Linked DNA regions of Mus musculus: all the other regions are linked to region 3. The links are chromatin contacts, called in public HiChIP or PLAC-seq, Micro-C and promoter capture Hi-C maps. All regions are on one chromosome and are shown on one strand. Each heading gives the region's core, a stretch centred on a gene start, on an enhancer-like site or on the middle of the called end of the contact. The rest is flanking DNA. Distances are from core to core; before and after follow the strand shown. Region 1 holds the start of Asb16 (ankyrin repeat and SOCS box-containing 16). Region 2 holds the start of Rdm1 (RAD52 motif 1). Region 3 holds the start of Dusp3 (dual specificity phosphatase 3 (vaccinia virus phosphatase VH1-related)). Region 4 holds the start of Atxn7l3 (ataxin 7-like 3). Region 5 holds the start of Slc25a39 (solute carrier family 25, member 39). Region 6 holds the start of Bloodlinc (Bloodlinc, erythroid developmental long intergenic non-protein coding transcript).

What was found. Hi-C and Micro-C count contacts between places; a contact is called where the count stands out from the background. HiChIP or PLAC-seq counts read pairs in DNA pulled down with a chosen protein or histone mark. Capture Hi-C pulls out chosen DNA fragments and counts their contacts.
Region 1: an H3K27ac HiChIP or PLAC-seq map of epiblast stem cells shows a contact between it and region 3, with 2.5 times the contacts expected there. The contact joins the promoter of Asb16 here to the promoter of Dusp3 in region 3. A contact is called at or near these places in 12 of 39 promoter capture datasets (the 3T3-L1 cell line, 3T3-L1-derived adipocytes, the HPC-7 cell line and 8 more), 11 of 484 Hi-C or Micro-C datasets (the G1E-ER4 cell line, the N1E-115 cell line, brown adipocytes and 7 more), 2 of 115 datasets of contacts at active chromatin or transcription factors (epiblast stem cells and pancreatic cancer cells) and 4 of 9 other capture datasets (adipose tissue, liver, macrophages and 1 more).
Region 2: a contact with region 3 is called in a promoter capture Hi-C map of adipose tissue. The contact joins the promoter of Rdm1 here to the promoter of Dusp3 in region 3. A contact is called at or near these places in 1 of 39 promoter capture datasets (liver), 1 of 115 datasets of contacts at active chromatin or transcription factors (microglia) and 1 of 9 other capture datasets (adipose tissue).
Region 4: a contact with region 3 is called in a promoter capture Hi-C map of pancreatic islet. The contact joins the promoter of Atxn7l3 here to the promoter of Dusp3 in region 3. A contact is called at or near these places in 2 of 39 promoter capture datasets (the HPC-7 cell line and neural stem cells), 3 of 484 Hi-C or Micro-C datasets (B cells, cortical neurons and embryonic stem cells), 2 of 115 datasets of contacts at active chromatin or transcription factors (embryonic stem cells and pancreatic cancer cells) and 3 of 9 other capture datasets (adipose tissue, macrophages and pancreatic islet).
Region 5: a contact with region 3 is called in a Micro-C map of embryonic stem cells, with 4 times the contacts expected there. The contact joins the promoter of Slc25a39 here to the promoter of Dusp3 in region 3. A contact is called at or near these places in 2 of 39 promoter capture datasets (embryonic stem cells and pre-B cells), 7 of 484 Hi-C or Micro-C datasets (B cells, cerebellum, embryonic stem cells and 4 more) and 2 of 9 other capture datasets (adipose tissue and liver).
Region 6: a contact with region 3 is called in a FOXA1 HiChIP or PLAC-seq map of pancreatic cancer cells. The contact joins the promoter of Bloodlinc here to the promoter of Dusp3 in region 3. A contact is called at or near these places in 1 of 39 promoter capture datasets (neural stem cells) and 1 of 115 datasets of contacts at active chromatin or transcription factors (pancreatic cancer cells).

What each region holds. Positions count from the first base shown.
Region 1 is chr11:102,266,265-102,270,646 of GRCm38.p6, forward strand. Asb16 (ankyrin repeat and SOCS box-containing 16) reads left to right here and starts at 2,487. Exons shown (of 5, transcript NM_148953.3): 1 at 2,487-2,859. The coding sequence starts at 2,559.
Region 2 is chr11:101,626,257-101,630,707 of GRCm38.p6, forward strand. Rdm1 (RAD52 motif 1) reads left to right here and starts at 1,693. Exons shown (of 7, transcript NM_025654.2): 1 at 1,693-1,808; 2 at 2,017-2,196; 3 at 3,982-4,104. The coding sequence starts at 1,713. It overlaps LOC115487916 (a small nuclear RNA gene), which reads left to right and starts at 1,110; the gene lies at 1,110-1,300.
Region 3 is chr11:101,983,211-101,987,678 of GRCm38.p6, forward strand. Dusp3 (dual specificity phosphatase 3 (vaccinia virus phosphatase VH1-related)) reads right to left here and starts at 1,581. Exons shown (of 3, transcript NM_028207.3): 1 at 1,402-1,581. The coding sequence starts at 1,526. Cfap97d1 (CFAP97 domain containing 1) reads left to right here and starts at 3,846. Exons shown (of 6, transcript NM_029287.1): 1 at 3,846-4,027. The coding sequence starts at 3,904.
Region 4 is chr11:102,295,142-102,299,626 of GRCm38.p6, forward strand. Atxn7l3 (ataxin 7-like 3) reads right to left here and starts at 1,488. Exons shown (of 13, transcript NM_001098837.1): 1 at 1,262-1,488. It overlaps Gm33851 (cyclin-dependent kinase 13-like), which reads left to right and starts at 1,248. Exons shown (of 2, transcript XM_030246466.1): 1 at 1,248-2,036; 2 at 2,483-2,776. The coding sequence starts at 1,624. The coding sequence ends at 2,555.
Region 5 is chr11:102,406,203-102,410,307 of GRCm38.p6, forward strand. Slc25a39 (solute carrier family 25, member 39) reads right to left here and starts at 1,315. Exons shown (of 12, transcript NM_026542.3): 1 at 1,188-1,315; 2 at 353-452; 3 at 160-219; 4 at 4-48. The coding sequence starts at 437.
Region 6 is chr11:102,373,645-102,378,357 of GRCm38.p6, forward strand. It overlaps Bloodlinc (Bloodlinc, erythroid developmental long intergenic non-protein coding transcript), which reads right to left and starts at 3,376. Exons shown (of 3, transcript NR_131196.1): 1 at 3,159-3,376; 2 at 2,659-2,777; 3 at 1,907-2,246. It overlaps Gm34253 (predicted gene, 34253), which reads left to right and starts at 1,825. Exons shown (of 3, transcript NR_166821.1): 1 at 1,825-1,953; 2 at 4,127-4,298.

The DNA of each region.
Region 1 (4,382 bases), core at 1,237-3,736, 280 kb after region 3:
TGTTTGCAATCGGTCACCTTGAGCCCTGGTCCCTCCTGCCCAGTCTCAACTAAGGCCAAACTGTTTGCTATCCTAGTTTGTCGGTGCTTCACTGCACCTCGGACTGAGCTAGGAGGCCGACTGAGCTCCAGATCCCCTGGCACTGGTCCCTCCAGATCAACTTCTGCCCCCAGCCCCCCACCCCCACCCCCGTCCTTTCCCTGCCGTCCAAGCCTACACAGTGGTATCTCTGAGGGACAAAGCTGTAGTGAGTACTTTTCAGGCTGCTGAGGCAAGAAAGCAGGGCAGAGGTTAGGCTCTGACTGTTAGATGCCTGGGGAGCGAAGGGACACCCACCACTTTGGCCCTCCTCGACCCCACCCAGCTTTGCCACACTCCCAACCCTGGGAACTCAGCTGTGGGTGCTCCGCTAGGCAGTCAGCGGGGCAATTAAAACATGGTATGGCTTCCAGTGGGGTTAATCATAGCTGCGTCCATAGAGGTGCCTTTCTCTGAGGATCTTCAAACCCTCACTAGGCATGATCTCACTCTTCATCTGGGACCCCCTCCCTGGAACACCACCAAGAAGCTGGGGCCAAGCACAGACTGACTGAACAGAGGGTGAGGGACGTGCCGGAAAAGGCCCAGGTCACTGCCACCCACTCTGGGTGGTGGGTGAGTGTTTGTTCTGGCAGAGAATAGGGACCTTCATTCAATGTTCAGAGAGGCCAGCCTGCCATGAGCCAAGGGCTCCTAAACATTGTGTCAAGACCGACCATGCCAGGGCCTGCCCCAGAACCCACATTTAGCATGGTAGAATGATGTCTCTGGCATGGGTACTTTGCCAAACCCATCCGATGGCCTTCTAGTTGAGTAGCTACTGCAGGCACACCTCCACACAGCAGAGTGCCTTGAATGGGTGAGTTAGGAGACCCCAAGCCACTGGGACAGCAGGGAAGGGTAAAGGACCTGGTGAGAATGCTGTGTGGCATGGGGCCAGACCAGGGATTCGGGATTTCTCTGGAAGAGCCTGAGCCAAACTGCAGACATTTTTAAGGAAAAGTGACCTTCTTGGATAGGTGATTGTGACAGGGCTGAGTGTGGTCAGAGGAAGGAGACACAGGCTAGACCCATCCAGGCTGGAGGCTAGGAACTGAAGCTGAGGACAAAACTGTAGGAGAGACATTCTGTGTGGGAGCCTGCGGCCAGGGGGAAGTGAGAGATACAGAGGAGGAGAAGGTTGCTGGAGAGTGGGTGGGAGCAAGCACCGGGAGCAAGGAGGGACCCACATGGCATTGCCAAGACACTGCAGAGCCTGCAGTCTTGAAGACAGAAGCCCGCTGACATCCCTCCACCCTCCCCTGCCAGCTAATCGACCAGCTGTTGTTGTTTCCGCGGCCTCATTCCTCCCCCTAGAGGCTCCTGGAAGTACAGCCATTTCCTCCTAAAGCGAATGGGGCGTAGTTTCCCAAAAGTCTCATCCCTTCAGTCTCCACTTCCAAGGTCAAATCCCTGGACACATCCGCAGTCAGGCACGTGATTCCCCTAGAAACCAGGGAGGGAAAAAAAAAACTAGTCACTGAAGGTAGAGACCGTGCCCAGTTTCGGCATGAGGGGACAAGAAGAGGATTTGCTCAACTGTCTACCCAACATAGCACTACCCTCTAGGGTACTTATCTAAAGTGTGGCCCACTGGAGGCCTTGGCACACCCCCACAAGCTATGTAACTTTGAGTCAGTTTTACCTTTTTAAGACTTAAATTCCACCCAGGTGTGGTAGTGTATCCCTTTAATCCCAGCATTCCTGAGGCAAAGGGAAGTGGATCGCTGAGTTCAAGGCCAGTCTGGTCTACAGAGCTAGTTTCAGGACAGCCAGGACTACACAGAGGAACCCTGTCTCAAAAAACAAAAACAGCAGCACTGCCAACAACAAAACCTTACGTCCTGTAAGTCTCTATCCATCTCAGGTGCTGAACTGAAATTCTTAGCTTGGCCTCATTTCCTGACCAAATCTGTCTTGTATTACAACACTGACTGGTCATCTGAGTAGAGATGGATCTGAGAGTGATTTCAGTTCTAGAAAGCATGGTGTGTGTGTGCAGTGGTTGCTGTTATTTCAAATTCAGGAAGAGTGGTTTGGCTTCTTGGAAGCTCTCTCCACTTCCCCAGACTGAGGTCTATGGGCCATCCTGGGCTTCTACCCTTTTTACCAGCCAATACTTCAGAGGCTGCAGGACCCTGGTCCTTCCTCTACCCTGTCCTGCCCACCCATCTCATGGTTGACTGCTTTGACTAGAAGGCTCACTCCAGAGAAGTGGGGTCCAGGAGTGACCTTTGGCTGAGGCCCTGTTGACCAACAAAAGGGTACCAGCAGGGTCAGAGGCTGGCCCAATACCATCTGCATTAAGATCATGACTCTAGGCAAACTGTTTACCAATGCAGTGAGGGGCCTATTTATAGCCTCAGCTGTTTCTCCAGCTTACCAAGAAGGGGGCAGGGTGGCTCCCCAGAGCAAGGTGCTAGCTGGGACAAGGAACGATTCTCTGCCTAGGTGGCACTGCCCAGACCACTGGACCCCTCATGGCAGGGGAGAGCTTTCCTTTCACATCCTCCACACTGCGTGCTCTCCGCCTGCAGAGAGAGTGGCTGGACTGGGAGGACAGGAGGAGAGCTGCTGCCCAGCAGTGCCGCAGGCACAGGGACCTCCCTTGTCCCCAGGCCCAGCTCCTTAGGCCTCGCCGCTCCTGCCGAGACCCAGCTGTCCACAATGCCCTGTTCTCTGGGGACCTACAGCAGCTCCAAATCCTGTTCCAAGATGAAGACGCTGCCAATATGATTGTGGAGACTGTGAGCAACCAGCTGGCCTGGTCAGCGGAACAGGGTAGGGAACACCACCTAGGAGGACAGAAGAGGGACAGGAGTGGGGGTTGGGAAGGGAAGAAGAATCCATACGCCACTTCTCCGTAAAGAGCCTAGAACGGACCCATAGTCACCCATATTAACTCTTTCCTAAACAGTTGAGGCCAACCACGGTTTTCCTCAAACTCATAGAGATCCACCCGCCTCTGCCTCCTTCATGTTGGGATTAAGGGTGTGAGCCACTATGCCCACCCTCCAAATTTTTTTGGTTTTTTTTTTTTTTTTTCACTATAGCCCTGGCTGTCCTGGAACTCACTTTGTAGACCAGGCTGGCTTCCAACTCAGAGATCTGCCTGCCTCTGCTTCCTAATCTGCTGGGATCAAAGGTGCATCTTACCACCACCTAGCTAAAGTTATATTCTCTCTCTCTCTCTCTCTTTTTAAAGATTTATTTATTTATTATATGTAAGTACACTGTAGCTGACTTCAGTTGCACCAGAAGAGGGCATCAGATCTCATTACCAATGGTTGTGAGCCACCATGTGGTTGCTGGGATTTGAACTCAGTACCTTCAGAAGTAGTCAGTGCTCTTAACCGGCTGAGCTATCTCGCCAGCCTTAAAGTTATATTCTCATATAACACATATACAGATTGTAAATTTTGGCTTTGGTTAATTATATGCACTATATTACTATAGCGTTATATATATGAAAATATACACACATACATATATATCCATGTTTCTCTTACAGTTTCCTGCTATAGTAGACAGTTTTTATGAAACTCATATGCAATTTTTCCTTACCATTACTGACTTTGGGGGTTAGGGAGTGGTGTTGTAGGGAGAAAAGCCAAGCCCCTCCTGCTGAGCCACCCCACCAGCCCCATCTTATTTGGGGGCTAGAGGATTGAACTCTAATTTGAATGCTAATAACCATTGTCTTCGCCACTGTGCTCCGGCCACAGATGGCAAGCTTTTTAAATTTTGAGACAGGGTCTTGTTATTTACCCAGGCTGGCGTTCAATTCATTCCATAGCCCAGGGAGATCTTGTACCTGTGAGCCTTCTGCCTCAGCTTTCCGAGTGACTGGGGTCATGTGCTTGTCCCTTCAGGTCCTGTTCAGTTCATTATTGACAGGTTTGTTTTTGAAACAGGAACACACACTCTTTCTCTCTCTCTCTCTCTTGCTCTCGCTCTCTCGCTCTCTGGGCCAGGCTGGCCTTGAACTTGTGATCTTTCTACCTCCTGCTCCTAAGTGATAGATCGCAACCACACACTTCCACACCTGGCCACATGCAGCATTAGAAGCTGACATTGTTTCATGGGCCATCTTTCCATGTCAGCGACCTTAGGTCTATAGAATACTTGAAAACTGTACAGAGAGACATCTGGACTTATAGAACTACTCTCCAGAGAGAATGGTAGATTTATAATTTTTTTTCTCTTTTTAAAAAAAAAATTAGCTGGGCGTGGTGGCACATGCCTTTGATCCCAGCACTCGGGAGGCAGAGGCAGGCGGATTTCTGAGTTCAAGGCCAGCCTGG
Region 2 (4,451 bases), core at 443-2,942, 360 kb before region 3:
GCCTCCCAAGTGCTGGGATTAAAGGCGTGTGCCACCACGCCCGGCTTCTTCCTGAGCTTTGTAAATTTTATTCACTTCTTGTGCCTTTTAGATTTTTTTCTTACATTTACTTATGTATGAATGTCCACACACACACACACACACACATACGTCATGTAAATATGTATGCCACAGGTGTTCCTGCTGGCTCCTCTAGAACGAAGGTTAAAGATAACTGTGAGCCACCATCGGGTGTTGGGAATCGAACCTGGATCTTCTTCCAATCTATAGAACGTGATGACCCTGCCTCAAAACAGAATAGCGATATATTTTTAGATAATGTATGATATGAAATTTAATATGATTAGGGAGTTCCTGGCTGACCCATGCCAAAGTGCCCCCTTGAGAAATGACGCCAAGCAACAGATCTGGTGGGGAGTTATTTGGGGGAAGAGAGGGGAGGGAGGGCTTGGAGAAGGGGTTGAGGTAGATGAACAGATAGGCAGACAGAGGGGAACAGAGTCACGAGGGCAGAGAAAGCAGGGGACAGAGAAGGAGAGAATGGGGGCTGGGGCCAGAGACCGCAAGGAACACGTGGGAACAGAGAGAGCTGGAGTGGTGAAGCAGTCGTTATCACCACACCTGAAGAAGCACCATAAGCTGGTTGCTTGATCCTAGGGAGGAGCCTAGCGGAATCGCCTGTAAACTAATAAATTAAGCAGAAAATCGAAAGGCCCCTTTTCCTCAAGGACCTTTTGTTGTGGGTGTGGTCTGAAAGACTGCGAAGAAGAACCTGGTTGTATCGCAGGGAAAGGTCAATACGTCCCCTCTGCGCCCCGGTTGCGCTCTACAGCGCAGAAGCGGAAAAAGCAGTCCAGGTTCGAGCTTTCGGCGCGCTTGGGCGGGGCATGCAAATAACTGCTCTGTGGAACTCTGGGAGCAAAAACAAAAAACTGCAACCAAAACTTCTCGGCCTCCTTGAATCTTACAGGCTTTTCGTGGCGTAAAGGTGGTGTACTCAATGAAGAGGAGAGTCTGTGTTGGCTGCATGTTTGAGTCGGTTGGTTGGTGACTGTGAATTAAAGGTGTGGTCGGTGTTGAGTGTATGGGGCGTGTGGGCGTAGTTCGGTATCGCTTCTCGGCCTTTTGGCTAAGATCAAGTGTAGTATCTGTTCTTATCAGTTTAATATCTGATACGTCCTCTATCCGAGGACAATATATTAAATGGATTTTTGGAAGTAGGAGTTGGAATAGGAGCTTGCTCCGTCCACTCCACGCATCGACCTGGTATTGCAGTACCTCCAGGAACGGTGCACCCCCTCTGGGGAGTAAAGTTGGTTTTAAAGTCAGAGCATGGTGATTGTAGGGCAGTCCAGCTTTTTAAATATGTCTGTGTTTTCTTCTTCTTAACTTTCGTTAGTTTGTATCCTGATTGGGTTGTGTACACGATAACTGAGTTCTCGTTTGCGCCAGAGCTGGAGAGATGGCTTAGTGGTTAAGAGTACCGACTGCTTTTCCAAAGGCCCTGTGTTCAGGTCCCAGCAACCACATAAATAAATAAATCTTAGGAAAAAAAAAAAGAAAAAAGAGTGTAGCACTGGAGCTAATGTGGGGTGGAAACATTTTAAATATGTGCTTTGTGGGAAGTTTTAAGGAAATCGTTAAGCTCCGCCCTTTACTTGTGAGGGTTTAAATTTCGCGGTAGTAGCTTGCGCAGGCGCACTGGCTTTACCATGGCGGAGTTGATCTCTTTCGTAGTTCCCACCCAGAGCGACAAAGTTTTGTTGGTGTGGGATCTGAGCACTGGGCCCCCAGCCGAAGCCTTAAGTGTGAGGGGCTGCGCGGAGAGGGCAGGGGAAGGGAGTGGGGGGACAGGAGGCGTGGGCCCCGCGTGGGCGCAGAGGAACGGGGAGCCAGCGAGGGCTTGTCTCCTCCTTAGATGAAGCCCCAGTGAAGGGAGTGCTTCCAGCGGAGAAGGGCGGGATCTGGGCTTGAAGTGAGGTAGGGGGTCAGCACTCACTGGTGGGCCTCCCACAGCATTCTCTGTTCACAGTGTTCTCTCAGTTTGGCCTTCTGTATTCAGTCCGAGTCTTCCCGAACGCTGCAGTGGCTCGTCCTGGTTTCTACGCCATCATCAAGTTTTACTCCTCGCGGGACGCACAGAGAGCCCAGAAGGCTTGCGATGGGAAACCCCTTTTTCAGACATCACCAGTGAAGGTGTGTGCAAATGCAGGCTTCAGGATAACGTTCCGAGTTCTGCAGTGAGTAGCTAGAGACTCTGTGGTGCCCTGATTCACCCGGTGCTTCCAGATGCGTTTTCACTGATCCTCTGGCCTCAGGTATCCTAGGTGATGGTTAGGTGATAAAAGGTTCATCATGAGAGTAATTGTGGTCAAACCCAAGAGTTCCAATGAAAATCCCATGTCGTATGTTACATTTACATTTATTATTTACATTATTTATAAACATTTTCTATTTTATTTGGACTTAAAATGTGTTTGACCAACTGCCAGTTTTAATATAATGGATGCTTTATTGTCATCACTGTAAAATAGAACTTCCTTCAGGTTCCAGAGGTGGGGAAAGCATCCTTTAGTACATTGTAGCCTTCATTCCATATTAACATAGAACCCGTTCCCCCAGAGCCTCAGCACATCTCACCATGTTTCTCAATTCCACCACCTGTCCTTTCAATTTCTGATTGGCCACTTTTGATGTATCAACCTGCTGCTGACCCAGCTTCTTATTCTTATCCATATTGCTTTTTTTTTTTTTTTTTAAGATTTATTTATTATATGTAAGTACACTGTAGCTGTCTTCAGACACTCCAGAAGAGGGCGTCAGATCTTGTTACAGATGGTTGTGAGCCACCATGTGGTTGCTGGGATTTGAACTCTGGACCTTCGGAAGAGCAGTCGGGTGCTCTTACCCACTGAGCCATCTCACCAGCCCCCATATTGCTTTTCTTTTCTTCTCCCTTGAACCTTGATTAAATCTGAGAACTGCAGTTAGTAGTGACCCCAAGTGAATTTTCTCTACGTCCATACATGATGCAAGACCTTTTTCTATCTTAGATCACCCACTTCCAGGTCCTGAGGTGATTTGCTTGCCAGTCATTCTTTAAGGAATTTGATTGGTATGTTTCTAACCTATGGCCACATCTCAGCCATTTAGATACTGTATGTGGAACTGGGAAGATTACAAAGTGGTGAGTCTCCCGTGCTCTTGAAACAGATCATTTAATAAACTTTAGGTTCTGATAGAGTGATGAAGGATATGTTAACAATCACAGATTACAGGGCTAGAGAGATGGCTCAGTCATTAAGAGCACAAGTTTGATTTCTAGCACGCACAGGATGGCTCACAATCAGTTCTAGTAACTGCAGTTCCAAGGGATCCCACACTCTCTTCTGGCCTCCAGACTTGCACTCCCAGGGCAGTGGTGGCACACGCACGCCTTTAATCCCAGCACTTGGGAGGCAGAGACAGGTGGATTTCTGAGTTCGAGGCCAGCCAGGTCTACAAAGTGAGTTCCAGGACAGCCAGGGCTATACAGAGAAACCTTGTCTCGAAAAACCAAAAATAAAACAAAAAACAAAAAAAACAATTCAAGGTACTATTGGGAAGTGAGAATAAGTGGATGAGGGAATTGGAGTTATGAAGGGGTCTCAAGAGCCAGATCAATAATAATATGCAAGTATCATGGAAGTGGGTGGAGAGGTAGCCAGATTGGCATAGAAAGTAAAGATAGATCATTTCATTGCTCAGCTATTCAGGTACTATTTTAAGCACAGGTTAGCCTTGTACTGGCTGTGATCAGAGAAAGATGATCTTGAACTTCTGATCTTCCTGCCTCTCTACCTGACTGCTGGGACAGCAGGAGAGTGTCCCCATGCCCTGCTTATCCTGTCCTGGGGTTGAATTTAAATTTTCATGCGTGCTAAACAGTTCTTTACCAATTGTTCTGTCTGTCTCTCTTCTCTCTCTCTCTCTGGATGGCAGGTTCGTCTTGGAACCAGACACAAGGCACTGCAGCATCAGGCCTTTGCTCTAAACAGCTCACGATGCCAGGAACTGGCCAATTACTACTTTGGCTTCAGTGGATGGTCGAAAAGGATCATCAAGGTAAACCAGTGTGCATCTTTCACTGACAACACTCTCTGTTGCACATTGTAATCCTAGACTTCAAGGAGGCTTTTACAGGGCTATGGGGAGGCTATGTCAGGGGCCAGCTATGGTGAGGATAAGTCAATGTGCTTGACCTGGTCTAGCCTTGAGAGTTAGGAATGCTCCTCCCAGTTCATTGGCCAAGTCCTAGTTTCTCCAGTGTTTGCCTATTTAGTAAGACATGGCTGATAGACTTTCATTTACAAATCCTACATGCTTTTGAAGCTGCAGGGTGCTCCAGCTGTTAGCAGGTATTTGGGGGTTAGGTTTTTTTCTTTCTCCATTGAGTTCTCCAGCAAGCTGGG
Region 3 (4,468 bases), core at 331-2,830:
AGCGCCCCCATGTCAAGGTCAGATTTGCATAGAGGGCAAAGGATGTGTTCTCCAAGGCAGCCATCAGTCCTGACACTATGCCTAGGCAACCTACTGCAGATAAAACTCAACAACCTGTCCCCCAGCAAGCAGGCTCCTGAGACCGCCAAGCCCCCTGGCTTCTTGGATAGTTGAGGTAGGGAGGACTGGGAGAGGTTCCCTAAGACTATGCAGCGACTGAGCTGGAGGCTGACCCTGTGAGTCTGTTTAGCCACTTGCTCAGGAGCAAGAATGCACAGCCACGTTGACAGAATGCTGAAGAGCGCGTCCATATATCTCAGCTCTCTACCACCAATCCAACCGTCAGCAAATGCACCATGATGACCACCACCGTTCTGAAGAGTGAACACCATATGGTGTTTGACACATAGTAGGTGCTCCGTATGGAAATAAGCGATGCAGTACATGCAACCTGCCCCCAAGTGTCTGAGACTAATCATGTGAAACCCCTCTGGCTCTGCTGCAGGCTAGGCAGCAGGTCCTAGGTGCAGGACAGGAAACACACATGTAAGACATTGAAAGATCCTTACAGCCCCTCAGCCATCCCGGCCATCGCTTCCTAGTGTGCAAAAACAGAGCTTAGGACTTTAATAAATGGGGTCTTCACATTCATGAAAACCCAACGTGGATCTTCCTGCAATGTGGATCATGCCAACTTTTATCTTGGTGTTAATATTGGTTCTCTCCCACTGCTGAGAAATTCTTATTAATAACATGACTAAAGTTTTCTTTTTAAAATAAGAACACATACGAGCTCAATAATATACACATTTCCTAGTGGTGCAATTAGGAGGAATTTTCAGATGGCTCGGGTCTTTATCATTTTGTTTTTTTCCATCTAAGTCAAACTTTATCTGGAGAAGCCAGGAAAGCCTTGGCTCAGCTACTTCCTCTTCTAGGGTATTTTAGGGTATTTGGATTTCCTGACACGGACAGGAAAAGCTCCACACCCAGATTGTAACGTCATCCCGTTGCCATGGCAACGAAGGCAGACATTCCACGGTGACCTCACTGCAGAACTAGGCAGCTGTCACATGACGCGCGGCCAAGAGACAGCCCTGCCACCTGTTAAGAGAACGTGGTAGCCTTGACCCCGCCCAAGCCCAAGCCAGAGCTGGTAGAGGCTGAGGTCAGGCACTTTGGGGGTTGGGGGGCGTCTCTGGGCATGCGGAGTCCAGCTCCTCCGCTTCATGCGCGGGGAGTAGGCGTCGACTCCAGGCTGGTCCCCAGCACCCGCTCTTGCTCTCAGGTCGGCGACCGCGCCCAGGATCCACCCCCCCCCCATGGACCCCACTCCAGCCCCCAAGTAGTAGTCGGGGCCCGCTGGGAGCGGCTACGGGTTTGGCCCTCCCAGAGACTCACGCGTTGCCCACGTAGACCCTCGGGACGACCTCGTTGCAGGGCTGGCTCGGCAGGCTGTAGCAGCCGCTGCCATCCGAGAGCAGGTCGTTGAGATCTTGCACCGAGAGTTCGAACGAGCTGGACATGGCGGCGGCGGGGCGCTGCACGCCAGGGCAGGAGCGAACGAGGGGGAGAAGCCGGGTCAGCGGGGCGGGGCTGCCCAACCGGGAGCCGCCCCGTCCCGCCCCGGAGGCGGGCCCACTGGGTGCGGGAAGCTGCGGTCACGCTAGGCAGCGCAGAGGACACGCGCGACTGGCCAAGCGCCGCAGGACCCCGGGGCACGTTCCTGGCCGAGATGCCATCACTCCCGTGTCATCCGTACTCATTCACCCTGGCTAAGGCAGTGGAGCGCAGGCACTTCATTTACTGAACCCAATGCGGGACGCCTGGGTACACCTGGAGTCGCTCTTTCAGGATAATGGGTACCCCTGGGGTTTGCTGTGAACCCTTCTCGCTGCACACCAGCAGAGTGGGCATCCATTCATTCACCCCAAACACACACGTCAGAACACATCTTCCCAGCCCACGACTGCTGAACCAACAACCTGCCTACCCAGGAGATGGATCCTTACCCAAGGTTACAGGAAAGAGCCCTATTCTGGAACACTTCTTTTAATGTTTGATGTGAATCAGCATTGAACTTTTTAAAGGCTGAAGGTATAGGTCGCCAGGTTTGGCATCTGACCCTGGGGGACTACTTTAACCTTAGCCTGTGTGCTGGCGACTAAAAGGGAGGAAAGCAGTTTGAACAGCTATAATTTTGTGAGACCCGAAGTGTCTACGAATCTGTAACTTTTGAGTGTAAACACAATATAAATGGAGAATTCTCACACCTGACCTGTGACAGTCAAAACACAGGCACACTAAAAATTACTGTACAAAACTGTATTCAGGATATATTTATATGTGACGCATTAATGGATTTCATGTTTAGACTTGGATCCACTCACTACATATAGTATATATATTATATCGTAAAGTCTCAAACATTTCTGTCCCAAGCACTTCAGTAAAGAATATGCAACATCTAACTCCTAAGAATTGCTGGAGGGCTGGCAAGATGGCTCAGAGGGTTAAGAGCACTGACTGCTCTTCCGAAGGTCCTGGGTTCAAATCCCAGCAACCACATGGTGGCTCACAACCACCCGTAATGAGATCTGACGCCCTCTTCTGGTGCGTCTGAAGACAGCTATAGTGTACTTATGTATAATAATAAATCTTTGGGCCAGAGCGAGTGGAGTTGACCTAAGTGAGCGGGTCATCTGTACAGCTATAGTGTACTCACATACTTAAAGTAAATAAATCTTTTTTTTAAAAATTTGCTGGAAAGATTCCAGAAACATTCAAGGGGTTGCGGAGGTTCCTGGGCTGGCAAGGTGCCCAGCATGCACAAAAACCTTAGTTCAGTTCCCAGCGCGGAACATACAGGCGTAGCGGTTGCAGAAGCAATTGACAGATGTTGAGCACTCACTGGGGGCCTGCGCCCTGGGCTGTGGGCTCTGGGCTAGTGTGGGGGTAAATCTTCCTCCACAGGTTCCTTTACAGCTGTTCCTGGGGTAGCTGCCATCTCACTGTGAGCCACATGGTGTCAGTAGCGAGTTTCCACTGAGAGCAAAGAGCACAAAAAGCGTCTCTCCAGTTGCCAGGGAAAATGGCCCGGTCCCTAACGCCAAAGGGGCAAATACAGTCTCCCCAGTGTGTCTCCTATTAAGATTTGTTTTCTTTATGGTTTTGTTTGTTTTACTTCATACTTTCGTTTTTTGAGGTCGGGTCTCATGTAGCCCAGGCTGGCTTTGCAGTATATAACCAAGGATAACTTTGAATTCCATCTGCCTGCTTCCATTTCCCAAGTGCTGGTATTGCGAGCCTGTGGCACTGCTCTGGGTTACACTAACTACACTTTTGAGTGTTTCGCTTTCCCAGAAAAACTTATGGTTTCAGACCTTCAGGGAAACCTCGCAGGGAACTGTGACTTCTTAGCTCATAGCTCAAACGGCAGAATGAGAGTTAGAGTCCCACCCCAACCTCCCTTTGTGAGCCTCTGCCTGTGCCAGGCAGGGAAGGGATATCATGCCTTTCTTTTCTCCTCCAGCCTTGGAAACATCTACTTCCCAGGCACGTGAGGAACTTCAAAGCCCCCTTTCCTTCCTCCTGACATGGTCCTGACTTATCACAGAATCACCATTGCTTTAGGAGAGAAGAGAAGAGCCACTTACCTTGACCGAATCATAACACAGAGAATATAAATACCGGATTGTCCCGCACCCCATCACCATATATAAATTTTAGAAAACTTTTAGAAAGTGCCCAGAGACAACTAAACATGCTCATCTCCTCTTCCTCCGCTGAGACTTGTCCCTGATGTCATAACTGGGTAACTATGACACCTTGTCATGGGGAGAGCTAAGTGCCTCACAGAGAAGCCAAGGTGTCTCATTTCTGAAGCTAGACTAGGAGGAGAAAATGAACAATTCCTTGGATTATTTGGCCTACCCTGTAATCGTTTCTAATCACAGGCAAAGCACAACCTTTAGGAAGAAACTGGACTTTGGCCACTACATATTGCACAAAAATAGAGTACAAATAGGTAAGTGGGCAGCTGGCGCTGGCCTTTGTCACCATTTGGAGTTCTAGAAGCCTCCATCAAAAAGGGTATTAAGAGGAAACTACGCAAACCCTAGCTGTGGGGTGACGTGGGACACAATGGTCGGCGGCAGGCTTTTGTCTTCTGCCTGAGCATTCGTGTGCTGGAAAGAATTCAAATTTTAAAAACTCTTTAGTGCCAAAGTTAGAAAATAAGAGCTCAGTGCCCAATAGACTCTCTAGGAATGTTACGAAGTGGATGGGGAAAAGATGCCATCGGATTGAAGGGAAGTTTGTCCTTATGGATTTTGAGAGAGGGGCTCACGTAGTCCAGGGGGGCCAGGAGCTGGCTGAGGGTCAAAGATGACCTTGAACTCCTAGCCCTCTGTCAGCTACTACCGCTGGAGTTGCTGAATTATGGTCTGCACATCACCACTTGATTTAG
Region 4 (4,485 bases), core at 238-2,737, 310 kb after region 3:
AGGGCTTAATCCTGGCATCAGTGTGTCTCCCTCCCCAAGGCCCCGTTCACTAGGTCTAGATGGTCCTTCAGGGCCTGAGAACCAGAGGTGGCCTAGTCCTTCCCAGGCCTAAGCTCAGGCCCTGAACTGTACTGCCTTGCCAATCAGACTCTAGGTCTATAGGAGGCAGCAGCTCATCCCAGGTACCCAAAACTCAAACCCCTCTTTGATACCCATGGTGCAATGCAGCAGGGGGAGGAGAAGGAACTCTAAGGCCTCAAAGCAAACCCACAGGGTGTGGCAAAGAACTGCACAGACTCCTCAAGACAACCCCCGTTTCCCTAAGGGCTGTCATAGTCACCTCTGCTTTCAGCCAGGATGTCCACTTGGGGGGGTACTGCTACCAGAAGTAGGAATGGCCCTAACACCCTACAACCTTCACCCCACTCTGTCTTCTCTTAAAATAAGCCTGCCACTCTACGAGAGGAACAGAGCCCAGAGAAGCCTACAGGCAAAGGGCATTTCCAGCCACCAAGAACGTGAGCAGAGGAGAGCCCCGTGGTACGCACGCGAGTGGGCACTCCCCTTACCTGTTCTTTTAGATCGCACCCTCCCTCCCTCAGGACCAGCCCGGAAGTCTCTCCAAGAGCCCCAAAGTCCAAAAACCCCACCGTAGGATTCAGAAACAGTGCCCACAGTTCGGGGCCCCACTGAAGAGTGGGTACGAGTTTAAGAAGCTGCCGGCCTCGAGTGGGGTGGGGACTGACAAATGAGCCAGGGGCACTGGGAAGGGGAGCAGGCCGTGTCGCGGCTCTTCTCCCGTCCTTGCGGCACTGCTGCTGCATCATACCGACTGGGGGGAGGAGAGCCGAGCCGCCCATAGGCCGGCGGCGGGCCGGGACAGACCGACCCCCAGAGAGTAAGCAGAGTGGGACGCGTCCCGACCCCACTAGGTCGCCGCCTGCCCAGATCCCGGACGGGCCGGGGAGAGGATTCCGGGAGGGTGTCTCTATTGTCCCGGGGGCTGGGGCCTGGCTCCCTAACAAAGGCCCCGCGCCCCCTCCCCGGCCGGCCCTGCCCCGCCCAAGGAGGACCCAGCCAGGGGGAGACCGGGGGGCCCCGGCCCGGCCGGGAAGCCGGGGAAAGCCGGGCGTTTCCGCGTCGGCCCTGGGGGAGGGGAAGGGGCGCTGACCCAGACCTGGGGGGAGGGGGCCCAAGCCCCGCCTCGGGCCCCGCCCCCCGCCCCCCGCAGGCCCCTCCCCCGTCCCTGTTCTGTACTCACCCCGCCCGGGGGGCCGCGCCGGGGCCCGGCGGCCTCTCAGGGCCGCGTCCTCCGGCGGCGGCGGCGACGGCGGCTGCTCCGGAGCCCCATGTCCGTCGGTCCGTCCTCGCCTCTCCCCGGGGCCCGGGGCCCGGGGCCGGGGGGTCGGGCTGCCCCCCCGCCTCGCCGCCTCACCGGGCGGCCATGGCCCCTTCCCCTCCCTTCTCGTCCCGTCGCCGCCTCCTCCTCCTCACCTCACCCCGCCCGCGCGCAGTCCGCGCGCCGTCCGCGCGCCCCTCCCCCCGCCCCCCACTCCAGCCCGCCTCTCCCGGGCGGGGGGTGCGGCGCGAGCCCGGAGCGCGCGCGCGTGCCGCGACCGGAGGATGGATGGATGGAGCGAGCGAGGACGCGAGCGTGCGCGCGCGCGCCCCTCTCCCCCCTCCCTCGGCGCGGGCGCGAGGCCAGGCGCGAGCGCGCTCCAACCTCCTCCTCTTCCTCCTCCCGCCCCTCCTCAACACCCCGCCCTCGCCCTCCCTTCCTCTTCCTCCTTTCGCTTTCGCGCGCCCAGCGACTGCTCGCGCCTGCTAGAAGGGCCCGAGCGCGTGCATCTGCCCCGCGGCCGCAGCTCGGCAGCATTTGCTCCAGGGGGCGGGGACCGGGAGGGGAGGAGGGGCGCCACGCCGCCGTCCAAAGTACCGGCGGACGGGACCTGGGGCGGGGAGATGGGTGGGGCCTCCGTAGACGAGTCCGGCCAATCGCGGAGTGTCCTCGGCCCGGGAGGCCCAATAGGCTCGAGGTGGGTGGGGCAGCGTTCAAGGTGAGGTGCGCGGTGCGCCAGGGGCGGAGACTTGGTGCCGTCCCGGCCGGCTCGGGGGCGGAGGCAACGGGGTGGCGTCGAAAGAGAGCGCCGGCTCCCAGCCGAGCCTGGGACGCCTTCCGGCCCAGGCATCCCCGCCCTTCCCGCGGGGTTCCCTGCTCTGCTCCCCGGTCGCTCCCCCACTTTGACCGCGAGGCATACAGTCAGTTGTGTGAAGAGTCTGGGCTTGAAATGGGGTGCAGTTAGGCGCTCAGGAAGGAACAACCTTAAAAGGGGCTGGTCTGCATTCGTTCTCTGGGTTTCGGAGTGGGTCACCAGCCACCCCAGGCCTCCGAACCGAAAAGAACCCAAGGGAGAAGGTTCACTGCGGAGTGCAAGCTGCGCCCTTCTGAGTCGAGCGCGCTCCCGCCCTTATCCTAATTTAGATCCCACACCTGCTCGCCTTTCCTGCTTCCGGAGCCCACGCTGGACCCTCCACCTCTCAGACAGACTGCTTAGCACTGGCCAGACTCTGCCTACACTAAAAGCTGCTCCGCTGGGAGTGGCCTTACCCTCCATCTCTCGCCTCTTTAGCTTCGGGAGGAAAGGTCCTTTTCTCAGCCACCCAAGGTGTTTAGATCTGCGCTCACATGTACGTGGCCGTGTCTACAGCCTCGAGACTTTTGCGTGCCAGGCCTCTAGCTTCAGATAAAATTAAACTCTGGAATCACGTACTTTGAGACCATCTTTGGTTCTTCGCTCTTCAGCAAACATGTATGGAGGTTCTTGGTAGATATTTCGAAGCGGATAAGACCACACGTTAGTTCTGAATTTAACTTGGTGGACCAGGCAAAAGACCTTCTTACGCCTCTTTTGTCCATTACCAGAGGACATAATGATAGTACCTATTTCATAGGAAAGACTTAACAATTAAGTTTATGCCTAGCCACTCCTTTTACCACAACAGAGAGAGGTAGAGAGAGGCAGGAGGATCTCTGTGAGTTGAGGCCAGCCTAATCTACATAAATACTTCCGGGGCTACATAGTGAAACCCTGTCTCAGAAACAACCGAAGCTAACATGGCATAGGAGAGACTCTTAGGTGTCTGGTAATCTTGTATTGTCTTTTGTTTTCACTCCATTGACACATGGTCTTATTTTGTAGCCCATCCTGCCTCAGCCTCCCCAGTGCGGGGATTACAGTACTGGATGACATACCAATTGTTACTTTGTCTTTTTTTTTTTTTTTTTTTTAACTTGAGAGACTGCTGTGGGTGTTGGGAACAAAACGCTTGTCCTTTTAGTTGTGAGCCTCTTAAGGCTGAGCCATCTTTCCAGCGCTGGCTGTTATTTCAGTTTTCCTTCTCTTTTTAAATGATTCTTTATAATGTCTTCACTGCCATTAAAAACTTAACATTAAGAAAAAAATGTTGCTGGGCAGTGGTGGCGCATGCCTTTAATTCCAGCATTTGGGAAGCAGAAGCAAGTGAATTTCTGAGTTTGAGGCTAGCCTGGTCTACAGAGTGAGTTCCAGGACAGCCAGGGCAACACAGAGAAACCCTGTGTCGAAAAACCAAAAAAAAAAAAAAAAAAAAATGAAATGAATGAAAGAAGGAAAGAAAGTTAACGGCACAATCCAGATGCTGAGAGACAAAGATGTGCTTCCTCGGGGAGTCACTGTCTCCCGGGGTAGGAAGACATGAAGGAAAATAATTGAAAATCCCTACGGGCGTGGTGGCATATACCTTTAATCCCAGCACTCAGGAGGCAGAGGCAGGCGGATTTCTGAGTTCGAGGCCAGCCTGGTCAGAGTCACTTTCTGTCTCAGTACATAGTGGCAGGATAGAGAGAGAGAGACAGAGGCAGATAGACACAATATTGGTTAGGCTAAGGGCTGGCTAGAACATAGAGAGATGTGGGGCAGTCAGCAGCAGGATATGAGCAGGCTAGAAGATCATACAGGTTCAAGTATATGGTGGAGTTTGTGGGGTTGGACCATACAGACACTGAGGAGAGCTGTAGGCATCCTCTGGCCAGACTTGTGTCTATACAACATCACTTTGTGTTCTGGAGTCCAGCTGGCTGACCTCCCTGTGTGGAGTGAAGAAGAAAACATCCCCTGAAGACATCTTGAAGATGAAGAACTTTCTGGAGGACATGACAAGGTCATAGATGTGGTTTCAGAGAAACTAGAATCACTATGGGACCAAATAGTGAAGACTCAAAAGATGGTCGAGTTTAGCTCAGGAGCAGCAGTGGCACACACCTTTAATCCCAGCACTTGGGAGGCAGAGGCAGGTGGATTTCTGAGTTCCAGGACAGCCTGGTCTACAGAGTGAGTTCCAGGACAGCCAGGACTACACAGAGAAACCCTGTCTCGAAAAAACAAACAAACAAAAAGCCTTAAAACCTTTGCCTGCAGGCATTTGCACATTCGCACAAACCCTCTG
Region 5 (4,105 bases), core at 65-2,564, 420 kb after region 3:
CACATTTGGTGTAGGAGAGACTCCAGAATCTGGAGGGAGTTGTCAATTCTGAAACACAAAGGTCAGCCCTGGTGGTCAGGAATGCAGCCTCCCCCACTAGAACCCCATCTCTGGGAAATCCTTATTTTGTCAGGCAGCTCGCCTTGATCTGGTACTCACCGCTGGTTGCCGAGGGTCTCTGAGACTGAAGGCGGACCTTCACCACATCCAGGGGTGTCACTGGGGAAGGAGGTAGGTCTGAAGGTTCCTTCAGGACACCACTCACCCTCTTCTTTATCAGAACCAAACTGCCTCCAACCTTTAGCCCACATTAACCCCCAGCTGCCCCATCCCCCATCTCCCCAGGTCTTACTGAAGAGGGAGGTGACCACAGCCCCGGCTCCTGAGGCCACCATTTGCTGAAGGGGGCTAATGCCCCCAGGGTCCTGATCATCCATCTTGGAATTTCAATCCTGAAAACACACACCACAGTCAAATGGAGCTTACCCCCTGACAAGGCAGGCCTGAGTGGGGGGAGTGGGGAGCAAGCATGAGCTAAGGTGCTCTGGGACTTTAACGACAGCGCACTCAGGTCTCATCCAGAGTTTGCCTCTATAATCTTTAAAATCTAGAAATGTGCTCACTTTGCCGAGGGGAAAACTAAGGCTCAAAGGTTGCTGTGACCTTCAAGGTTACGTCATTCGTTTGGAAAGAAGCTAGAATAGCCGTCGGCCAAAGACAGTGATGGCTATTTTCTCAGCCACATGCTCCTCCAGACCAGAGGCCGAAAGATCAAACACCTGAGCCCCTCCACCCAACATCTGGGCGGACACATGAGCGCCCCGGGCGAGGAGAGGTCGAGTCGGGCACCGAGAGAAACGTGTAAACAAATCTGCTGATAGAGGAAGGTCCACCTTCCTTCCCAAGATTGCTGGCCCTCCCCCACACTGCCTGCCTGGGGCCAGAGAGGACAGGCCGTGAGGCCTGGATGGCAGGACATTCTCTGTCTGCCTCCTCTCTCTCTTAAACACAAGCCGCGGAGATGGAAGCAGAGACCTAGTAACAAACCCTTTCACCGAGACTCGGCCGCACTCCATGCCCAGGCCCAGTAAAGGGGTTCACGGAGAGGCCCACCCCCTTCCCGCGGCCTCGATTCCCCTCCCAGCCGGGGACCCTCGGAGAACCCACTCCAGCCCAGGCCCGCCCACCTGGCTCGGAGCCGGTCCTTGCGCCGCGCCACGCCAGGGGCCTGGCGGGCCCATAGCGGCTCCGCGGCCGGTGCAGGGTCCGCGCGTGCCCGCTTCGCACAGCGGCCGCCCGGGAGAGCGGTGAGACCGGCTCCGCCCCCAGAAGGCGAAGCCCCGCCCCGTGGCCGACCGGCCGCGCGCACGGAGTGCAACGAGCTCCGCCCACTCGCGGCCCTCCTCCCACCCCCCCAGTTCCGCCCTTGCGCCGCGGCCGCGTGGGCGGGTCGCCGCGGCCCCGCGCTCCTTGCGGCCGGCAGGTCAAGGTCGCCGACTGGACGGCGCTTGCACCCGGCTCCAGTAGCTCTCCTCTGCCCACGCCCTGCAGGAGTGTTGTCCGGGGAGTCCAGACCTGCGATCGCTGGAACTTTCCTGACCGCTTGGGTATTGCTGCTCCGCGTCCTTTTACGAGGCAGCTGCCGCGAGGGTCGGTTCTTCAAGGTCATCAGAGTGTGGGACAGCAATGGCAAACATCTGCCCACTTAGCTCCGTGGCGGGAGTTTACGATTTATGGCGAGCCTGTTGGCTGGAATCACCATCCTCTTTTACGGATGATGAAACGGGGTTGCAACCCCAGAACGCTTTATGACCTGCAGGGCAGCCTTGTCAGCCGACCTGCAACCTGGGCTAGACGTGGTGTGGCCCTGGGCAAATTTACAGGACCTCTTTGGGCCGAGGACACAGAGAACGTAGAGCAAGAAAGAAAACCAGTGTTTCGCGACAGATCTTAGACTGTTACCACTTTTAATACTTAGAAGTTTTTTGTTTCTTTCCCCCAAGACGATCTACGTAACCTTTGCTGGCATAGTTTCCAATGTAGGCCAGAAATGGCCTCTACCAAAACTTTTCATAGTAGGTAATTACAGACGTAGGTACCCCCATTTTACAGAAAATGAAATGGACTCAAGTTAAAACTTTTGCCGCTGCCTTCCCCGGTGGGCTTGCAAACAGCGCTGTTTCCGCACCAGCTCAGTACCCGGCACCCCACCGCCCGCCTCGCCTCTAAGACTTCCAAGCTAAAACGGTGTTAACAGAAACTGGAACACGCGGTGTGAGGCTGCACCTTTAAGAAGAAAAGGCCGCGGCTTTGACGTCACTACCGTCTCCGCCCCTCAGTCCCCAACTGGTTGCAGACCGCGCTGGAGCCGCCCAGCCAGCCCAGCTAGCACGTGGATTCCAAGTGGCCAACCATAACTTTACCCTGAGAAAACCCTTTCGGCATTTCCATGGCTCGGATCCTCCAGCTTTGGGGGCGGAGTGAGAGCAAACGGGTAGTTAGGAAAGCAGCCAATGATCAAAAGGCCCGGGCAGTCGGTTGGCCGTGAGGCAGAGGCGGCAGGAGAGTCACGAGTGAAGTGTCGCTTGTGCTGCCCTGTCCTATCCTGTGTCCTCTCACCCCAAACCTGGCTTAAAAGTAACACAAAAGCTGGGCATGGTGGCGCACGCCTTTAATCCCAGCACTTGGGAGGCAGTGGCAGACGGATTTCTGAGCTCGAGGCCAGCCTGGTCTACAAAGTGAGTTCCAGGACAGCCAGGGCTATATAGAGAAACCTTGTCTCGAAAAACCAAAAAAAAAAAAAAAAAAAAGGTAACACAAAAGTCGTTTCATAAGCTGTCGGTTCAGTTGGGAATCCAGCGCCTGCTAAGGCCATTTCAACCTCAAAGTTAATGTTTTACCACGTTTCTGAGCAGAGATGATTTTTCTATTCTGTAGAGAAGAAAACTGAAGGCCCTGTGTATAATCTCTTCTCTCCCCCTCTCTCTCTCCCTCTCTCCCTCCCTCCCTTTCTTGTTTATGATTTGGGGTTTGGCTTTATTTTCTGTTTGTTTTGAAGCAGTGACTCATAGCCCAGGCTAACCCGAAACTCCATGTTTAGGCAAGAATTACTTCGAACTCCTGCCTCCCAGATGCTGGGATTACAGGCATGAAAGACCATAACCAGCGGTAATTAATTCTTTGCCCACCCCTTACCCCAACTTCCAGTTTATAGATGAGAAAAGAGTCCCCTGAAGTCACTCAAAAGATCCTATTTGCTCTCAATGAGGTCACTGCCTCAGCAACATGACTCCCAGTGTCTGTCCGAGGCCATCTGCAGTCTGTAGGAATGTCCGGAGTAACGAGGTTACTAGAACTACAGACCTGGAGGAAGCAGTGAGTTTCCAGGGGCCCTGGAGGCAGCTTGTGGCCATCATACAGATAAAAAGGCCCAAGCAATCACTTCTCACTGAGACTTCTGAGAACGGAGCAGCAGATGGAATGAACTGGTATCAAAGCTGGCCTGGCCAGGAGCTCGAGCAGGGCAAGCCCCAGGGAGGGCAGGAGCTGGGAGACCTCCAGCTTGCATCCCCAAAGCCTGTGGAAACATTTCCAGGTAGAGGCAGAACTTCAATCCAATATCAAGATCTAAGCAACAACTCTCTGTCTAAGGCCAACACTGTCACCATCTAGCGGGACTTTCCAGAGGCAAAGAGCCAGAGCCTCTGTCCAGCCACTGAATCCCCCCCCCACCCCCCAAGAGAAATCCAAAGTTCAGACCCAGGGAGGGCTGACCAGTGGAACCAGGAAGGGGAGGGCAGCAAAGCCACAGAGAAATGGGAGAAAAGGGGCCTCTGTGACGTGGAGAGCAGAGGCCACAAGCACTCGTTTTTTTGTTTTTGTTTTTTTGGTGTTTTGAGACAGGTTCTCACTATGTAGCTATTGGCTGTCCAGGAATTCACTATATGCACCAGGCTGGCCTTGAACTCCCAGAGATCCACCCACATCTGTCTCCCAAGTGCTGGGGTTAGAGGTGTGTGCCAGCATCCTTGATCTTAAGCCACACACACTGGGTTGTTTAGGAGCAAATGAATCTAAAGTCTCAAATGGTGAGGGGGGGAGGGGA
Region 6 (4,713 bases), core at 2,126-4,625, 390 kb after region 3:
TCTGGCTTCACTTTCAGCTAAGCCAGGTCCATTCTGCAACCTTGAGACTTGGTCCCCGTGACTCTGGCCTGGTGTTGGCCTCACCTATCCTCCCTGAATGCAGTGGGAATGACACTAAGTATGACAAAGCAGGAACTGCATTCCCCCCTGGCCCATCCTCCCCACCCCCACTCTCCCTGGAAATCGTGGGGGGGGGGGCTCCCTCTGCCTTAGGAAGGTTGCTGTCCAAAGGGGAGAGAAGGGTTGTCAGAGAAGAAGGGTTGCCTGCTTTGGCCTGTAGGCAACTCCCAGTGGTGAAGGAGAGGCTCCTTACCACCTGCTGTTTAGTTTATTTAAAACCAAAAAGGTGGCTAGGGGAACAGAAGAGATGGCTTGCTGAGAAAGAGAGACCCCCTACTGCCAAGCCTATGACCTGATTGAAGGGGGGGGGGGGAAACCACATGAAAGGAACCCTCTCCCTAAGGTGGCATTTTACTCTCTACATGTGTGCTGTGACATGCGCACATGAGCACACACACAGAAATAGTAAATAATAAATAAAATGTTTTTAATAAAACGAGCAGTTGGATGTAGCTCAGTGTTTGCACAGCGTGCACCACACCCTAGGGTCCACCCCATGCACCTCATAAACACAGTGTGGTGGCCCACACAGGAGGAAGAGAAGTTCATCTTCTTTCTTGGCTATGTAGAGAAGTTGAGGCCAGCCTATAATACAGGAGACCTTGCCTTTTTAAAAAAAGGTAGCCAGGTGTGGTAGTGCATGCTTTTAATGCCAGCACTCAGTGGGTAAAGGCAGGTGGAGCTCTGTGAGTTCAAGGCAAGCCTGGTCTACATAGAGTTTCAGGACAGTCAGGGCTGCCTAGTGCCCTGTTCAAAACAACAGAACTTAAACTCCCTTGCTAGTGAAAGTCAATCCTACACACACACACACACACACACACACAGAAGCCGGGCGTGGTGGTGCACGCCTTTTAATCCCAGCACTTGGGAGGCAGAGGCAGAAGTATTTCTGAGTTTGAGGCCAGACTGGTTCTCAAAGCGAGTTCCAGGACAGCCAGGGCTACACAGAGAAACCCTGTCTCGGAAGGAAAAAAAATTATTCATATATATATATATATATATATATATTTCACATATATATATTATTCACACACACACACACACATATATATACATGTGTGTGTGTGTGAATAAGAGAAAAAGAAAAAAATTAAACTGAAATAGCAGTTGGTATTGACATCACTAGTGACAGAGCCCTGAACCTGGCAAAGGTTGTACATCTGATACATCCAATTTCCTAGTAAACATCTCTGGGGGAGACAGATGTTGCTCACCTGAGGGCCTTGTGTGGACCTTGGAGGCTAAGGCAAAAGGATATGTATCTGATATGACTTACTTTCCAGTGACTATCTGTGGAAAAGGCAGTGTTGGACACCTGAGGGCCGAAGAAGGCTTATGTGACCAGCCTCCTCTGTCCTGTCCCTGCCCTTCCTTGGAATCCCCTAGGTTTCCTGTCTCTGGCTGACCCAACCCTGTCTGTCCAGGCCCCCCCTCCCAGCCCATAAGGACCCCTTCCTTGTTGAGAAAATTTTCTCCCTGCCTATATTGATGAAAAAACCCGAGTTCTCCTAGAAAAGGGTCACACCCTAACAGGAGGGACAGCCCCTCCCTTCAGAACAGCTGCAGCCCCACTTGATCTGTCGTATCTGCTGAGCCAGATGTTTGAGGTCCTCAACCTGACAGCTGATGGCAGAGTCACAGAGCCCAAGCCTATGGGTGTGTTCCCTGCCCTGTGTATGTCTAGGGGAAAAAGCTTAACACACTGGCTTTGAGCCAGCTTGCCTTCCCACTAGCTGTGTGACCTTAACAGAATTTCCAGAAGTCTCTAAAGGTTCAAGTTCAAGAGGTTGTGAGGTAGAAGGACGAGGCCCAGAGAAGCTTGGTGGAGAACGGGTGTGAGTGTCATTTTAGGAGAGAGCCTCAGTTGGTGGTGGTGGTGGCAGGCACGCCCCGCTGACCCTCAGACCAGTAGCTCTTGCTGCCTTTGCTCAGGGAAGTGGAGGTACGCTCAGGCGGGCGCTCAACAAAATCCTCTCGATCTTGAGCTCCTGAGCCCAGGCAGTGGAGTGTCTCAAACTGGAGCCCTGAGCTGTGCCCATCTCAATCGCAGCTGGTGGGTCGGGTCTGGGGAACCCTCGAAGGTGAAACCTCAACTCCGTTCCTTCAGTCCCTGTGCCTCCGTCTTTCTGTAGGTGAAGGAGAGAGCAAACGGACAGGGCTCAGTGACTCAGCTGTCCCTGGAAAGGCGAAGGGCGAAGGGCGGAGAGAAAAGGAGGCCTCCAGGTCCAAACTCCCCTCCCTTCAGGCGCTCAGCTTGTTTGTTTTTGAACAGACCTTAGGGCAGCCAATCAGAGCTGAGGCCCCGGGCTTGTGCCTTTCCCCGCTGACTGCAACTCCTGGTTCCTGGCCAGTGAAGCTGGGGAAGGTAGGGTTCCTGGGTGGGGAGTAGGATAATGACTACGGGGTGCTCCTCTTTGGGGTCCCAATCCTGTCAGCTACCCAATCTCTTGAGGTGTCTTGTTTTAGAGGCAAAGTGCTGAGTCTGATGACAGCCTGGCAGAAGACAGAGGACGTGGTATCCAGCCTGAGCCTCCTCACCATAGGCTCAGAAAACAGGCTGAAGGCTTGTTTAGCTTCCACTCTTGTGACAGGAATTGGTTCCTTTATCCATCCAGGTGTCAGTCAGCAAGCGTTTGCTTTACTCATGCTGATGAGTGCTAGGAGCCACAGAAAGAGACACAAAAGCACAAAAGCCAAGCTAAGACTGGGTGGGGGAGAGTGGGGTAAACATACAGACGCTCAGAGTCCCTGGGGACCTCCACGACATAAAGTCCTGCAACATTTTGGTGGCAAAACTCCCAAGAGTGAACCGGGATTCCCTCCTGTGATTCAGCAGAGATGTAAACAGCTTACTAAAGGCGCTCAGTCAGCCACTGAGCACAGCTCACCAGCCTGGAGGCTCTCTTTCCCAGTGCAGATGGGAGAGCCCAGAGAACAGCTGTCAAGGACTACCGGGACCTGCTCCGTACAGACCTTCCACCTCCTCTCCCAGCCTAGCCTAGTCTTGGGGGAATGGACCCCCATGTATGCACACTCACCCAGGCTCATCCCTGCTGGAGGCTCCCACTAACTATGGCAGCACCCAGAGATGCTCTCTAACCTAGTCCCAAACGGAGGAAGTGAAAGTGCTGGGAGCAAGTGAATTCTATATCCTTAGAGAAAAAAGAAAGTCAGGATGGAGTCTGGAGAGATAGCTCAGCAGCTAAGAGCACCGGGATCCAGCACCCACATGACAGCTCACACCTATCTACAACTCCAGTTCCAGGGCTTCTGGCACTCTTACACAGACATCCATACAGTTTCCTGGGCAGCCAGGACTACATAGAGATAGACTCTGTCTCAAAAAAAAAAAAAAAGAAAGAAAGAAAGAAAGAAAGAGAAAAGAAAGAAAAGAAAATCTATGGTTTATTAATTTATAAGGTGAATAAAGTGGACAAGAAATCAAGTTCAAGGGAGTCGAATTGAGAACTCTCTCTCCTCTCAAATTTGTAAGAGGAAATATTGACGCGAGTAAATGTTCTCCCCTCCCCCAACCTTGAAAACTCCTTGGTAATTACACCACCTGGCCTCCAGGGGGCTCATGCTGTTTACTGCCCCTAAAGAAGCCCGCGAAGAAGGTCCAGTCTATCCCGTGGAAACAACTTTCTGCTCTGCTCATAGCCTAGCACCCCATAAAGGCACTCGCTGAACTTGCTCGCTTCTAACGAAGCTGCTGACTTCAACCCTTTCTCTCCACACTATGTTTAACCTACTCACCACCAGGTTCTGCACACACCCACGCTGCCCAGCTCCTCATTCGTTGTAGCATTTGACACAGGCGGCGCTCAGCTCTTGGGAATGTCTGCTTTGTGGCCCCCATACCATATTATCATCTCCATCTATTTAGCGTTCTCATTTTCCTCTTATCACCTCCCCACATCACTCCACCAAGTTCATCTTTCCTAATCTATCTTCGCCAGCCATTCTGCTCACTCATAACCTGGCCTTCTTCAATGTCCTTTCTCAGCTGACTGGTCCACGCATGTGGGTCAAACTAGCACCGGCAAGTGTATGTAGGACTCCCGCTTTCCTTAGCCGATTACTGCCAATGCCCATTGACTTCCATGTATGTACCCGGAGGATCTTCTGGCCGCAGTTGGCTGCAGTTGGAGCTTGTCGTTTCCGGTGGCTGTAAGTAGGTCAGTGTTTACCTCCCCGCCCTATAACCAAGAATTTCTCTCTTTATTGTTCCTTCCTTCCTTTAACAGGTTTGTATGATTGGCACAGGCCACCACATGTCGGGAATGCTCAGTTAGTGTTTGTAGAATGTGCTGCAAAGTAATGAAGATACAGAACAGAGGCTCAATTGGTAAAGCGTTTGCCTTGCAAGTACAAGGATCTGAGTTCAAGACCCAGAATCCATGTTTCTCAGAAAAATGGGAATGGTGGTGTATGTTTGTAATCCTAGCATGGGGAGACAGAGAGAGGCAGATTCACGGGGCTTGCTGGTCGTACAGCCTAGCCTTCTTGGCAAGTTCTAGGTCAGTGAAAACCCCTGCTTCCTCTCAGGAAAAAAAAAAAAAAAATGGCTGGAGCCAGGAGTGGTGGCACATG